Linked DNA regions of Macaca mulatta: region 1 is linked to region 2. The links are chromatin contacts, called in public Hi-C maps. All regions are on one chromosome and are shown on one strand. The core of a region is the stretch at or near the end of the contact, and the rest is flanking DNA. Distances in the headings are between cores, read along the strand shown. Region 1 holds the start of CDC6 (cell division cycle 6). Region 2 holds the start of WIPF2 (WAS/WASL interacting protein family member 2).

Region 1 (7,134 bases), core at 1,807-4,306, 76 kb before region 2:
CAGTAGTGCCCTTATCCACCGTTCTAGTTACCCTCAGTCTGAAAATACTAAATGGAAAATTCCAGAAATAAACAATTGACAAGTTTTAAATTGCATGCAGTTTAGTACCATGATGAAATCCCACACCATCCTACCAGAGACATGAATCATCCCTTCAGCCAGCATATCCACACTGTATATGCTATCCACCCACTAGTCACTTAGTAGCTGACTTGGTTATCAGATCAAAAACACAGTATACGTAGGGTTTGGTACTATCCTCAATTGCAGGCATCCACTGGGGGTCTTGGAATGTATCCCCCATAGATAAGTGAGGACTACTGCATTTAGTAGAAACCAAACGGGTTTTACCAGGATGAAATTGTAAGGCTGTTTTGAAACAGGTTTTCTCAATGTTGGCACCACTGACATCTTGAACCAAATGATTCTTCATTGTCAAGGAGCTGTCCTGTGCATTGTAATGTTTAGCAGCATCCCTGGCCTCTACCCACTATGCCAGTAGCAACACCCAGCTGTAACAACCAAACATGTCTCCAGAAACAACCAAATCACCCCTCCATTTAAAAACAAATGTTCCAAAACAAGAAAGAATTACCAACCACTGTTCTAAAGGACGGAAAATATCCAGCATGTCACCTTTTTGTTTTAATTTCACAAATATTGAGGTTAAATTTCATAATACCGTGTAACTACAAGGTAACTTAAAACACTGACAGAACTAAGTTCAGCATTAAGGAATTGAAGATCAGACCTATTAAGTAGTTCAGAAAGTGACCTCAGTAAGTGGCTTAACTCTGGAGTTTGGTAAGCACTTAGCAACCATTCTGAAAATAACTAAAATGAAGAGTAGTCTTAGGGTCAGGAGCGGTAGCTCACGCCTGTAATCCCAGCACTTTGGGAGGCCGAGGCAGGTGGATCACCTGAGATCAGGAGGTCAGAGACCAGATTGGCCAACATAGCGAAACCCTGTCTCTACTAAAAAAAAAAAAAATTAGCCAGGCGTGGTGGTGGGCGCCTGTAATCCCAGCTACTTGGGAGGCTGAGGCAGGAGAATCGCTTGAACCTGGGAGGCAGAGGTTGCAGGGAGCTGAGATCGCAACATTGCACTCCAGGATGGGAGATGGAGCAAGACTGTCTCAAAAAAAGAAAAAAAAAAGTCTTAACTGAACTTAGAAAGCTCCTTCAAAGGACACACATCTTACTGAGAAAAGAAAGGTCACGAGCTGCTAGTGAAAAAGTGATATAATGGATGGTTTACCCAGACGTTTCCTGGGGCTGAGAGGCAGGGCTTTTACACGAGGAGAACAGGTTACAGCTTGAACATTTGTCGGTTCTGGTTTGGCATCACTTGAGTTTTTAGTTTTGTTCAATGCCCGAGACAGCTTCTTTTTTGGAAAACTGATTGTAGCCTGTGCCTGGGATCGGGTTTGAGGCATGATGGCAGCACAGCTAGATTAAAAAAAAATAACAGGACAACTAGTCAATATGTGAAAGTGAAGAGAATAAATAAATTTATACTGATGATTAACACTTATTTCTTAAGTAAATTATGTTATCACAATATTTTAGCATTCAGTTTTGCTTCACATCCAAATCTATGCAAGAACAACTGACATTTGTTGTCTACCTACTACGTGGAAGCCGCTGTTATAAACACTTTAGGTACTAATTCGTTTAACAACTATCTTAAAGAGGTAGGTACTACTATTAGCCTTTATTTTACACATGAGAAAACTGAGATAAACAGTGGCCCAAAGTCACAGAAAAACAGGTATGTAACCCCAGGTATTCTGGCGCCAGAGCCCAAGTTCTTAACCAACTGAGCGATGCAATAAGAAGTTACCTGAAATAGGCCGGGCGTGGTGGCTCACGCCTGTAATCCCAGCACTTTGGGAGGCCGAGGCGGGCGGATCACCTGAGGTCAGGAGTTCGAGACCAGCCTGGCCAACATGGTGAAACCCCGTCTCTAGTAAAAATACAAAAATTACGGCTGGCCGCGGTGGCTCACGCCTGTAATCCCAGCACTTTGGGAGGCCGAGGCGGGTGGATCACGAGGTCAGGAGATCGAGACCATCCTGGCTAACACGGTGAAATCCCTTCTCTACTAAAAATGCAAAAAATTAGCCGGGCGTGGTGGCGGGCGCCTGTAGTCCCAGCTACTCGGGAGGCTGAGGCAGGAGAATGGCGTGAACCCAGGAGGCGGAGCTTGCAGTGAGCCGAGATCGCGCCACTGCACTCCAGCCTGGGCGACAGAGCGAGACTCCGTCTCAAAAAAAAAATTAGCCGGGCGTGGTGGCGGGCGCCTCTAGTAGCAGCTATTCGAGAGGCTGAAGCAGGAGTATCGCTTGAACCCGGGAGGCGGAGGTTGCAGTCAGTGAGCGGAGATCGCGCCACTGCATTCCAGCCTGGGCGACGAGAGCGAGACCCCGTCTCAAAAAAACAAAACAAAACAAAACAAAAAAACAGTTACATGAATTGATTTATATAGAACTTCTAATTCCCTCTCTCCAGGAACGCGGGGTGTCTTTATCACCAGTTCAGCCCAGCATCCGCCACATTTAGTCTCTTCTCTCCCAAGTCCTCACACTACAGTTCAGTCTTCCCTCAGTTCTCTCCGCCTCTGCACTCAGTCCTCATTCTAGGCAGCTCTCAACGCACCCCAGAATATTTCCTTCCTACAACTTTCAGCTCCTTCATACCACGCACAACTGCTATAACTACCCTGAGGGCACCTGCCCTTTCCCTGATCCTGACCTCAGACCGCCAGCGAGCTCAGCTCTTTTACCTTCACTTTACCTCGGGCCTCGCCGGAACCCGCAGCCTTCACGCAACTCCGCTGCCTCACAAACCCCAGGCCTCCTCGAGCAATCCTCTCCTTCCCACCTCCTCAGTGCAGGATCCTTCTCAAGTCTCTCACACGCAGGCTCAGGGACTCACCACCACAAGCCCCTGAACAAACTGCACACCGGCAGCAGCAAAATACAGCCGCGCTCGCGCCAAATTCGAATGGCCACAGTGTTCCCACCTCCCGCCAAAGCCCGGCCTCGCTTCTGATTGGCTGTAGTCACAGGCGCCGTTCGCCTTGTGCACCGCCTCTTTTTTTGCTTCCAATCCAGTAGAAGAGTTACAGCCAATGAGAGAGCCCCAAGTCTCAGCGTCACTGTGAGGCCATGACCACTGAACGGGTGGGAGGGACTCTACATCCGGGGCCTCGGTGGAAAGACGCGCGATCGCTGCAGGGCGATTCTGGGCAAGACGGGCCGGCCCCGCCGCAAAGCACGGTGGGAGGCGTAGTCTTTGCTGCCGCGCGACTCTACTTCCGCGCTCTTCCTTCGACTGGATGTGTCAAGATGTGGTTCCCCATCTCACTGCCGAACGCACCCATTTGCATCATCCTGATGGGCTAGATTTTCAGAACTGCTACATGATACCTACCGTTTTGGGTTCTGTGCACCAGGTATGATGCTAGGCACTTTACTTAATTCTCTAATGCTCAACCTCGCAAGGTACAAAGCAAACCTGTATACAAGGTTAGAGGTCACAGCATCTTGGTGACAGCGAAAAGCCTAGGATCCAGATCTACTGATGGCTGAACTAGTGATTTTTTTGGTAAAGTTCTACACACCTATATAAAGAAAAACTATGCTTCATCATAGTATCTCTTGATTCGTGCTTCAAAGATGAGAAACAGCCAAATCTTTGCTTTTATTTCGTTCAACGTAAGAATATTATGTTCTGTGCACATTCTTACCATTAATCCACACATCGTGGGGAGAGAATCATGACCCCTTAATTTTAAAATCTTTTATGGCGAAACACCAGGGTTTCAGGGCCAGGGAAGACAGCTATATAGAAGAGGCAAGCTGAGTTTTTAATGAAAAATATAAATTAGCGCAGTAATTTGGAGGCCAGCTTCCAAAGCCAATAACTCATCTAAGCCTCAGGCTCCTTTCGAGGCCAGAATCCAATTCTAGGTGATGGTAAACATTTATCTTTTACCCCTCAGTAACAAATAAAATAGAGCCATAAAGCCTAGAAAGAGGAAAGCAACAATATTACGATCATCAGTTAATTGGTACCTAGTTCATGAAGAGAGGCAATATTGAGTGCTTAAGTGTATGCCAGGGACTGTGCTCAGTATTTTACCTACATCAGCTTATTAATCTTCACAAGCACCCCCACGAAGCTGGTGTTATTTCATTTTACAAATGAGGGAACTACAGTAGAGGGGAGTTGAGAAAACTTGCCCAAGGTCACACAACTAGTAAGTGGAAAAGCTAGAATTTTAACTCTGAACTCTGACAGAACATCAAACTCTTGACCACGTTATCATAGGGGGATGATTAGACAGATTCAGATTCTAAACAGGAAGAGATGGTGGAGTACATTTTGTGAAGGCTTTTTAGCAGCTGAAAACTCCAAAAGTGAAGAGAATGGGCTGTCAGGAATGGAGAAAGTTACCACACAATGGAAGCTTTTTTTCTTCTTCTTCTGAGACAGAATCTCATTCTGTCACTCATGCTGGAGTGCTCCACCTCCTGGGTTCAAGCCATTCTCCTGCCTCACCCTCCTGAGTAGCCAGGACTATAGGCACGAGCCACCACGCCTGGCTAATTTTTGTATTTTTAGTAGAGGGGGTTTCACTATGGTAGCCAGGTTGATCTCAAACTCCTGACCTCGTGATCCACCCACCTCAGCCTCCTACAGTGCTGGGATTACAGGCGTGAGCCACCGCTCCTGGCCACAATGGAAGATTTTAAAAGGACTAGATGGTATTTCTGATGTCTTAGTAGGACAACAGAACTCAGGAAGCAACCTTCACTGTTCATATTTTTATAACATGGGCATCTAAGAATTGCCCTTAATAACCTGAAATGGTAACGTGTGCACAGCCAGCTTTAAGGGGTGGTTATGGTAAACAACCTACCTCGGTTACAAGGAGAAAGCAGAGGCAGCTATGAGTACTTAGCATGCATATTGGAGCCTATGAAAACACCAGGAAACGGCTGGGTGCAGTGGCTCACGCCTGTAATCCCCACACTTTGGGAGGCCGAGGCGGGTGGATCATGAGGTCAGGAGATCAAGACCATCCTGGCTAACACAGTGAAACCCGTCTCTACTAAAATACAAAAATTTGCCGGGCGTGGTGGTGGCGGGCGCCTGTAGTTCCAGCTACCTGGGAGGCTGTGGCAGGAGAATGGTGTGAACTCGGAAGGTGGAGCTTGCAGTGAGCGCAGATCAGGCCACGCCACTGCACTCCAGCCTGGGGGAGAGAGCAAGACTCTGCCTCAAGAAAAAAAAAAAAAAAAAGGAAAAGAAAGAAAACACCAGGAAACGGCCGGGCGCGGTGGCTCAAGCCTGTAATCCCAGCACTTTGGGAGGCCGAGACGGGCGGATCACGAGGTCAGGAGATCGAGACCATCCTGGCTAACACAATGAAACCCCGTCTCTACTAAAAATACAAAAAAATTAGCCGGGCGAGGTGGCGGGCGCCTGTAGTCCCAGCTACTCGGAAGGCTGAGGCAGGAGAATGGCGTAAACCCGGGAGGCGGAGCTTGCAGTGAGCCGAGATAGCGCCACTGCACTCCAGCCTGGGCGACAGAGCGAGACTCCGTCTCAAAAAAAAAAAAAAAAAAAAAAAAAAAAAAATACCAGGAAACATAGCAGTGGTCCAAGAAAAGCCTACAGGCGTAAATGACCACCGTGGAAGCAGGCAAATAATCACAGAATGTCAGGACTGAAAAGTTATCTACTTGAAGCTTTTCCTTTGCACTAATAATGATCCTCCAGCAACGTGATGGGTACACATCATATTGTTTCTTGCTTCTTGCTTCTTGTTTCTTGCGTTTGTTTTTGCTGTTTCCTGTGTCTGGAATGTCACTCACCTTCCATCTTCCCTGGCTAACTCTCATAAAGCCTTTTAATACCCTGCATAGGCTTCTCCTGGTAGTTATCCTGAAGTCTACTATGAGTTCCTTGGAGTCAAAGACCATGTCTTAGCCTTGCATAGTGGCATGCATCTGTAATTCCAGCTACTCAGGAGGCTGAGGTGGGAGGATCCCTTGAGCCTAGTTTGAGGACAGCCTGAGCAACATAGCGAGACCCCATCTCCAAACTGGAAAAAAAAAAAAAAAAATTTTTTTTTTTTTGACATGGAGTCTCACTCTGTCACCCAGGCTGGAGTGCAGTGGCGCAATCTCAGCTCACTGCAACCTCTGCCGCCCCCCCCCCCCCCCCGGGGTTCAAGCAACCCTCCTGCCTCAGCCTCCTGAGTAGCTGGGATTACAGGGGCCCATATTTTTAGTAGAGACAGGGTTTCACCATATTGGTCAGGCTGGTCTCGAACTCCTGACCTCAGGTGATCCACCTGCCTCAGCCTCCCAAAGTGCTAGAATTACAGGTATGAGCCACCATGCCCGGCAAAAAAAGACTTTTCATCTTCATAGACGCCTGGTACACAGTAAAGTGTACAATAAGTGCTTGCTGAAGGAATGGAAAGGACATTCTTGCCAAGTGGACATCTACCCTTTGCATAAACACTTGTGGCTGGAGAGCATATACTCCTTTAAGTCTCACACCCTTACGCCTAGGAGTGGAGAATGAATTCAATTATGTGTGAAAACGATCCAGACTGGGCTCCAGTGATGTCAGAGGCAAAGCATATCCCCAGTTATCCTCTGGGGCAGTCAGAATCCTGAGGTTAACATATTTCTAGTTCTAGTTCATTTTCCACAGTTCCTTTACCTCTCTTTGCAGAGTACTAGGAAGTTGGAGACAGGCAGCTTCCTTCCAGTGGGTCACTCAGTTCATGGTTAGATTGGGTTGGGAAATACTTAAGAGGCACATTCATGGCAAGCAGCTCTGCCTCAGTAATGGAGGGAGGAAACTAGTGTCCTTATCACCTGCTAACTCATACACAGTATCATGGATAAGGAATCAAATCACACTGGAAGAACCTGTCTGGTATCCTTTTGTGTGTGTGTGTAGACATACACACACACGTACTAGCAATACTATCACAATAAGACAGAATGAATTATAGGGTTAGGAAGTCGAAGGTCATTTAGGCAAACTCCATTTGCAGGCTATTTCAAATCGGAGGAACAATTCAATCAATAAACAAGTAGTTTATTA
Region 2 (6,749 bases), core at 3,322-5,821:
GCCCGGCCCAATAATTTTCTCTTCAACAGAACAAGACTTCTGTCTCTGGCCTTTTTTTTTTTTTTTTTTTCTAAAAACACCTAGTGAGTCTAGAGTCTCTTCCCTTCGTAAAAGCCATCAGTAAAATCTGAAAACTCCAATGTTCACACCTCCCCTGCATTTCACCTTGGTGCTATCACATAACTTATCAGTACCAGGTAGGGTAAACACTACTCTAGTATCAAGTGTAAGGTGGAATTAGTAAATGACCAGCCTGGCCAACGTGGCAAAACCCCGTCTCTACTAAAAATACAAAAATTAGCCAGGCCCAGTGGTGCATGCCTGTAATCCCACCTACTTGGGAGGCTGAGCCAGGAGAATTGCTTGAACCCAGGAGACGAAGGCTGCAGTGAGCCAAGATTGCGCCACTGCACTCCAGCCTGGGCAATATAGTGAGACTCTGTCTCAAAATAAATAAATAAAAACACTGCATTCTACTAGTCTCCATCAATTGACTTCATTCATCTCCACCTTCCCCAACTCTTAACTTCCCTATCTTCATCTTGATGGCAACCAACACAATGTAACACAATATGAAATTTTTACTTTTAAAAGTTGACACTAGTAAGAATTTAAAAACTGAACATGCAGCCAGGTGTGGTGGCTCATGCCTGTAATCCCAATGCTTTGGGAGGCCGAGGCGGGTGGATCACCTGAAGTCAGGAGTTCAAGACCAGCCTGACCAAGGTAGTAAAACCCCATCTCTACTAAAATACAAAAAATTAGCCAGGCATGGTGGTGCATGCCTACAGTCCCAGTTACTTGGGGGACTGAGGCAGGGGAATCACTTGAATCCGGGAGGCGGAGGTTGCAGTGAGCCAAGATTGTGCCATTCCACTCCAGCCTGGGCAACAGGACTGAAACTCTGTCTCAAAAAAAAAAAAAAAAAAAAAAAAACACACTGAACATGCATCAAATCAAAACCAGTTCTTCCCTGGCTGGCATGCAGACACACACACATGCAGACACACACACATGCAGACACACACACACACACACACACACACACACACACACAGCAGCAGCAAGGCTGAGAGGAAGAAACTCATGTTTCCTTTTTTTGTCTTTGTTGTTGTTGTTGAGGTGGAGTTTTGTTCTTGTTGCCCAGGCTGGAGTGCGGTGGCACGATCTCAGCTCACTGTAAACTCCACCTCCCCAGGTTCAAGCAATTCCCTGCCTCAGCTTCCCAGGTAGCTGAGATTACAGGGGCCCACCACCATGCTCAGCTAATTTTTGTATTTTAGTACAGACCGGGTTTCACCATGTTGGTCAGGCTGGTCTCGAACTCCTGACCTCAGGAGATCCACCGCCTTGGCCTCCCAAAGTGCTGGGATTATCGGCATGAGCCAGCATGCCCGGTCTTGTTTTTCTTTAAGAGACAGGTCGGCCAGGTACGGTGGCACACACCTGTTATCCCAGTACTTTGGGAGGCTGAGGTGGGCGGATCACAAAGTCAGGAGCTCAAGACAGCCTGGCCAATATGGTGAAACCCTGTCTCTACTAAAAATATAAAAATTAGCTGGGCGTTGTGGCACATGCCTGTAATCCCAGATACTCAGGTGGTTGAGGCAGAAGATTCGCTTGAACCTGGGAGGCGGAGGTTGCAGTGAGCTGAAATCACGCCACTGCACTCCAGCCTGGGCAAGAGAGCGAGACTCTATCTTAAAAACAAAAAAAGAGAGAGAGGGAGACGGGGTCTTGCTATGTTGCCCAGAGTGGTCTTGAACTCTTAGGCTCAAACAATCCTCCTGCCTCAGCCTCCCAAGCAGCTGGGATTACAGACAGGTGTACCATTGTGTGTCTTCTAAATATCAATATCACAGTCTCGTTTTCAGACATCACTTCTATGCAACCACTTTAAAGATCCCATGTGTTAACACAAACTTTTAGAGGCAGGGACAGATGAGACCTATATTTCAAAAGGGAAAAAAATGAGAGTTTAATAATTTGCCTTGAAGTTATTTACTAAATCCATAGGTAGGCTAAAACTGTCCTTACTCCCTGAAGTTCTCTTCTGATTTGTAAAAGGAGAACAGAATAGCCAAAAACATTCAGTAAGACAGTCAAAAACCAAAACCGTAAGGCAAAAATAACAGCATGAAAAAGGATGGGGACCCTGGGAGAGCCCAAAGCAATAACAAATTATTCAAGTCCTTTAAAAAATATGAATTCTGGGCTGGGCGCGGTGGCTCAAGCCTGTAATCCCAGCACTTTGGGAGGCCGAGACGGGCGGATCACAAGGTCAGGAGATCGAGACCATCCTGGCTAACACGGTGAAACCCCGTCTCTACTAAAAAATACAAAAACCGGCCGGGCGCGGTGGCTCAAGCCTGTAATCCCAGCACTTTGGGAGGCCGAGACGGGCGGATCACGAGGTTAGGAGATCGAGACCATCCTGGCTAACACGGTGAAACCCCGTCTCTACTAAAAAATACAAAAAACTAGCCGGGCGAGGTGGCGGGCGCCTGTAGTCCCAGCTACTTGGGAGGCTGAGGCAGGAGAATGGCGGGAACCCGGGAGGCGGAGCTTGCAGTGAGCTGAGATCCGGCCACTGCACTCCAGCCTGGGCAACAGAGCGAGACTCCGTCTCAAAAAAAAAAAAAAAAAAAAAAAATACAAAAACCTAGCCGGGCGAGGTGGCAGGCGTCTGTAGTCCCAGCTACTCGGAGGCTGAGGCAGGAGAATGGCGTGAACCCGGGAGGTGGAGCTTGCAGTGAGCTGAGATCCGGCCACTGCACTCCAGTCTGGGCGACAAAGCGAGACTCTGTCTCAACAACAACAAAAAAAATATATGAATTCTGGCTGAGCGTGGTGGCTCATGCCTGTAATCCCAGCACTTTGGGAGGCCGAGGTGGGCGGATCACGAGGTCAGGAGATAGAGACCAGCCTGGCTAACACGGTGAAACCGCGTCCCTACCAAAAATACAAAAAGAAAAATTAGCTGGGTGTGGTGGTAGGGGCCTGTAGTCCCAGCTACTCAGGAGGCTGAGGTAGAAGAATGGCTGTGAACCCGGGAGGCAGAGCTTGTAGTGAGCTGAGATCGCACCACTGCACTCCAGCCTGAGCAACTGAGCAAGACTCTGTCTCAAAAAAAAAAAAAAACAAAAACGAATTCTGGGCCAGGCACAGTGGCTCATACCTGTAATCCCAGCACTTTGGGAGGCCAAGGCAGGAGGATCACTTGAGCCCAGGAATTCTAGACCAGTCTGGACAACAGAGCAAGACTCTGTCTCCAACAACAACAATAAAACACACACACACACACACACACATATATACACACACACACACACACACACATATGTTAGGCAGGAGTAGTGGCCACACCTGTGGTCCCAGCTATTGGAGAGACTGAGGTGGGAGGATCACTTTGAGCCCGGGAGGTCAAGGTTTCAAGAAGCCATGATCATGCCACTGCACTCCAGCCTGGACGACAGAGTGAGACCACGTCTCTTAAAAGAAAAAAAAAAAAAAAAATTCCATCACACACCAGTTCCTTGCCCCAATGTTATCTTTAAGAACTTTCCTTCCTGATCAAAAACTCGACCATACACACTCATGCTGAACACTTTAAGATTTCCATCTTGGCCGGGCGCAGAGGCTCACACCTGTAATGCCAGCACTCTGGGAGGCCAAGGTGGGAAGATCGCTTGAGCCCAGGAGTTCAAGACGACCAGTCTGAGCAACATAGCCAGACCCCACCTTTAAAAAAAAAAAAATTCCATCTTCCCTCACTTCACACCACTTCAACATGAACCCTCAACTCCAGACGTTCCAATGCGTTTCTCAACATTCTCAATCCGACCTTTAACTCGATTCTGATTCCTTTTCAACGAATGTTCTCAAGATTCCCTCTGGTGTAAGCAGTTTCCCGAGCCATCTTCCCAAACGCTAGCTTCCACTTAACTCAATCCCCAAAATGTCACACTTGACTCCTCACTCACAGCATCCTGCTAATCAGCTGTTCCCAACAGGTCTTCCGTTCCCGTCTCCCTCTTTGCGCACGATTACCTCGTTCCTCACACTGAGCTGCCGCCTTACCTCACCCAATCCTTCAGGAGCCCTTATTACCTGTCTCTCAAAAACCTTCCTCCCCATTTTCCCAGTCCGCGCTAGCCCCATACCAATACCCGACCACTCCTCCCCAGATTCCCCACGCCCTCTCTCCTCCAGGTTCTTCCGATTCAGTCCCCAGGCCCCCCGCCCCTCAGGCCCCGCCCCCAAGACCCCTCTCTCCCTCCGGCCCCTCCTCTAATGCCCCCTCTCTTCTCAAGCCCCGCCCCCAGTCCCCCTCCCCCCGGCTTTCCTCCCACTCAGGTCCGCAGGTCATTTCAGCGACTGACCCAGCCGCCCCGGCCTCTTTCCGACCTGGCCACAGCTGCTCTGGGAGCGAATCCTCCGCCGCCTACGCTCCGGCTTCGTCCTGCCCTGCTCGCCCCCCGGCAAGCTCTCTTTCTCGCCGCCGCCGCCGCCCCTTTTGCCAACCCGGAAATGGATCTGCTCCCACCGTCCCCAGCGTCCGCGAACAAAATGGAGGCGGGGGAAAAAGGAGGAGGGAGCAGGGAGCGAAGAGACGCGGGACGCATGCGCCCCTGGGAAGCCCGCCCCCTGCCTGCCCACGTAAAGGCGGAAGCGGTTGAGTGGCCGCCATCTTGGGAAGGTCACAAGAATGCCGCTTACCAGTTAAAACCTGGGTTTGCAACTTTAGCTGCAATTGGAATCACCTGGCAGATTTAAATAACTATGATGCCTGGTTCCCACTCCTGGAAATTCTAATTTAATTCTGGGGTGCAGCCTAGGCATCAGGAAATTGTGGCAGGTGATTGTAACGTGTTGCCAAGGTGGAGAACACTGAGCTAAACAGTCATTGTTGAATATACTCCTTTCGTCTTTAATCCGCCCCACACACACACACTTTCCCCGCTAAATATCCTTCCTTAATCTCGAATTAACGAAGAACCCGCCTCAGCCAACCTTGCAAAGGCCAAGTAGTCATGCTCCAGTTGTCATAGCAACAGAGGCAGGCCTCTGCTCACAAGTCATCATTTACGTCATCTTACCCACCTGACCCGAACACCAGTCTCTTCTTTCTCGGGCTGGGGTTTCCTCCAGCTTCCAGGGCTGTAGGATGGTGCTGTGGACTCCTCCAGCTGCTTGGGCCAGAGAGAGAAATCTTGTGCCCTCCTTGATGGAGCTGCTGTTAACCCCTGACAGCTGACTAAAGATCTCTCCCTAGTCCACCCAGAAAAGCGCTTTCCATTATGGCTTCAAAATACTGTTTGGTTTAATTCCATTCCTAGCACAGAATCCGAAGTAAGGGGACAAGTTTGAGACTTAGTCCACATTACTTACAAGCTGTGTGCCATAGGGCCTCAGCTACCCTATCTGTAAAATGGGTCTAATAGTGCCTGTCCCATCTGTCTCATAGAGTTGTTGGAAGGCCGAAATCAGGTAATGAATGGGGAAACGTGATAGAGCATAAATTGTTACTATTTTTGTTTTCCTTCTATTCTGCCATGAGTAGTACTAAGCACCACCCACTAGTCAAGTAAATGTCACATTGAGTACCTGCTAAACACCAGGAGATGGCTACAGAGGTGACTAAGAGCCTTTGCCCTCAGGGAACTCTCTACGTTGGTGGGCAGACTGGCATAAACAGCTAGCTGAGATACAAGTCAGCATGTGATTAGTGCTGTGGACTTCAGACAAGGGAGCAATTAATTCCTGCTAAAGAATGGAAGGAGGTTTCGTAAATAGTTTGGACCTGGGCCTTGAAGGATGAATGGAATTTTATTATTAATCAGAGAAGGCAGGGAACATTGCAGGCATAGGGATCAGGGACACAAGGTAAAGATTTTCAGCTGTCCACATCCTGCATGGCCATAGGTGGAGCAATGGAGCCAGGGAGATGATGCATCTAAACACTTTACCAGAGCCTCCCAGCTCTTCAACCTAGTCCCCTGCCTGTCCCCTCCTCACTCACTGCAGTGTACCCCATTCGGCAGTTCCCACCTCAGGGACTTTGTACAAGCTATCCTCTGCCTCTTCCTCATTTTTCAAGCCTTACTGCAAATGCTTCTTCCTCAGGGCATTCACTGCCCACTGTAAACCCTCATGCTCTATAACACTTACACTGTATGATAAGGGCAGCCACTGGGATAAATATAGGGACATCTCACCCAGACTTGGGGAGATAGTGATATAGGCTTCAGGAAAAAAGTAACTAACTGGCCCAAGTGCAGTGGCTCATGCCTGTAATCCCAGCACTTTAGGAGGCTGAGCGGGGCGGGGGCGGGGATCACTTGAGCCCAGAAGTTCAAGACCAGCCTGGGAAACATGGTGAAACCTTGTTACTACAAAAATTACCCGGATATGGCTGGGCGTGGTGGCTCATGCCTGTAATCCCAGGACTTTGGGAGGCCAAGGCGGGCAGATCATGTGAGGTCGGGAGTTCGAGACTAGCCTGACCAACATGGTGAAACCCCGTCTCTACTAAAAATACAAAATTAGCCAGGTGTGTTGGTGCATGCCTGTAATCCCAGGTACTTAGGAGGCTGAGGCAGGAGAATCACTTGAACCCAGGAGGTGGAGGTTGCGGAGCCAAGATCATGCCATTGCAGTCCAGCCCGAGCAACAAGAGTGAGACTCTGTCTCAAAAAAAAAAAAAAAAAAAAAATTAGCTGGGCCCGGTGGCGTGACCCTGTAGTTCC

What was found. A called contact is a pair of places that touch in the nucleus more often than the background predicts.
Region 1: a Hi-C map of fetal cortex germinal zone shows a contact between it and region 2, with 2.2 times the contacts expected there. The contact joins the promoter of CDC6 here to the promoter of WIPF2 in region 2. A contact is called at or near these places in 2 of 14 Hi-C or Micro-C datasets (cortical neurons and fetal cortex germinal zone).

Annotation. Positions count from the first base shown.
Region 1 is chr16:64,666,666-64,673,799 of T2T-MMU8v2.0, reverse strand. CDC6 (cell division cycle 6) reads right to left here and starts at 3,056. Exons shown (of 12, transcript XM_015119579.3): 1 at 2,786-3,056; 2 at 1,259-1,449. The coding sequence starts at 1,436. It overlaps LOC144335685 (a long non-coding RNA gene), which reads left to right and starts at 3,308. Exons shown (of 2, transcript XR_013406743.1): 1 at 3,308-3,457.
Region 2 is chr16:64,592,638-64,599,386 of T2T-MMU8v2.0, reverse strand. WIPF2 (WAS/WASL interacting protein family member 2) reads right to left here and starts at 4,571. Exons shown (of 9, transcript XM_077971589.1): 1 at 4,383-4,571; 2 at 3,367-3,491. It overlaps LOC144335687 (a long non-coding RNA gene), which reads left to right and starts at 52. Exons shown (of 3, transcript XR_013406746.1): 1 at 52-704; 2 at 1,338-2,348; 3 at 2,667-2,883.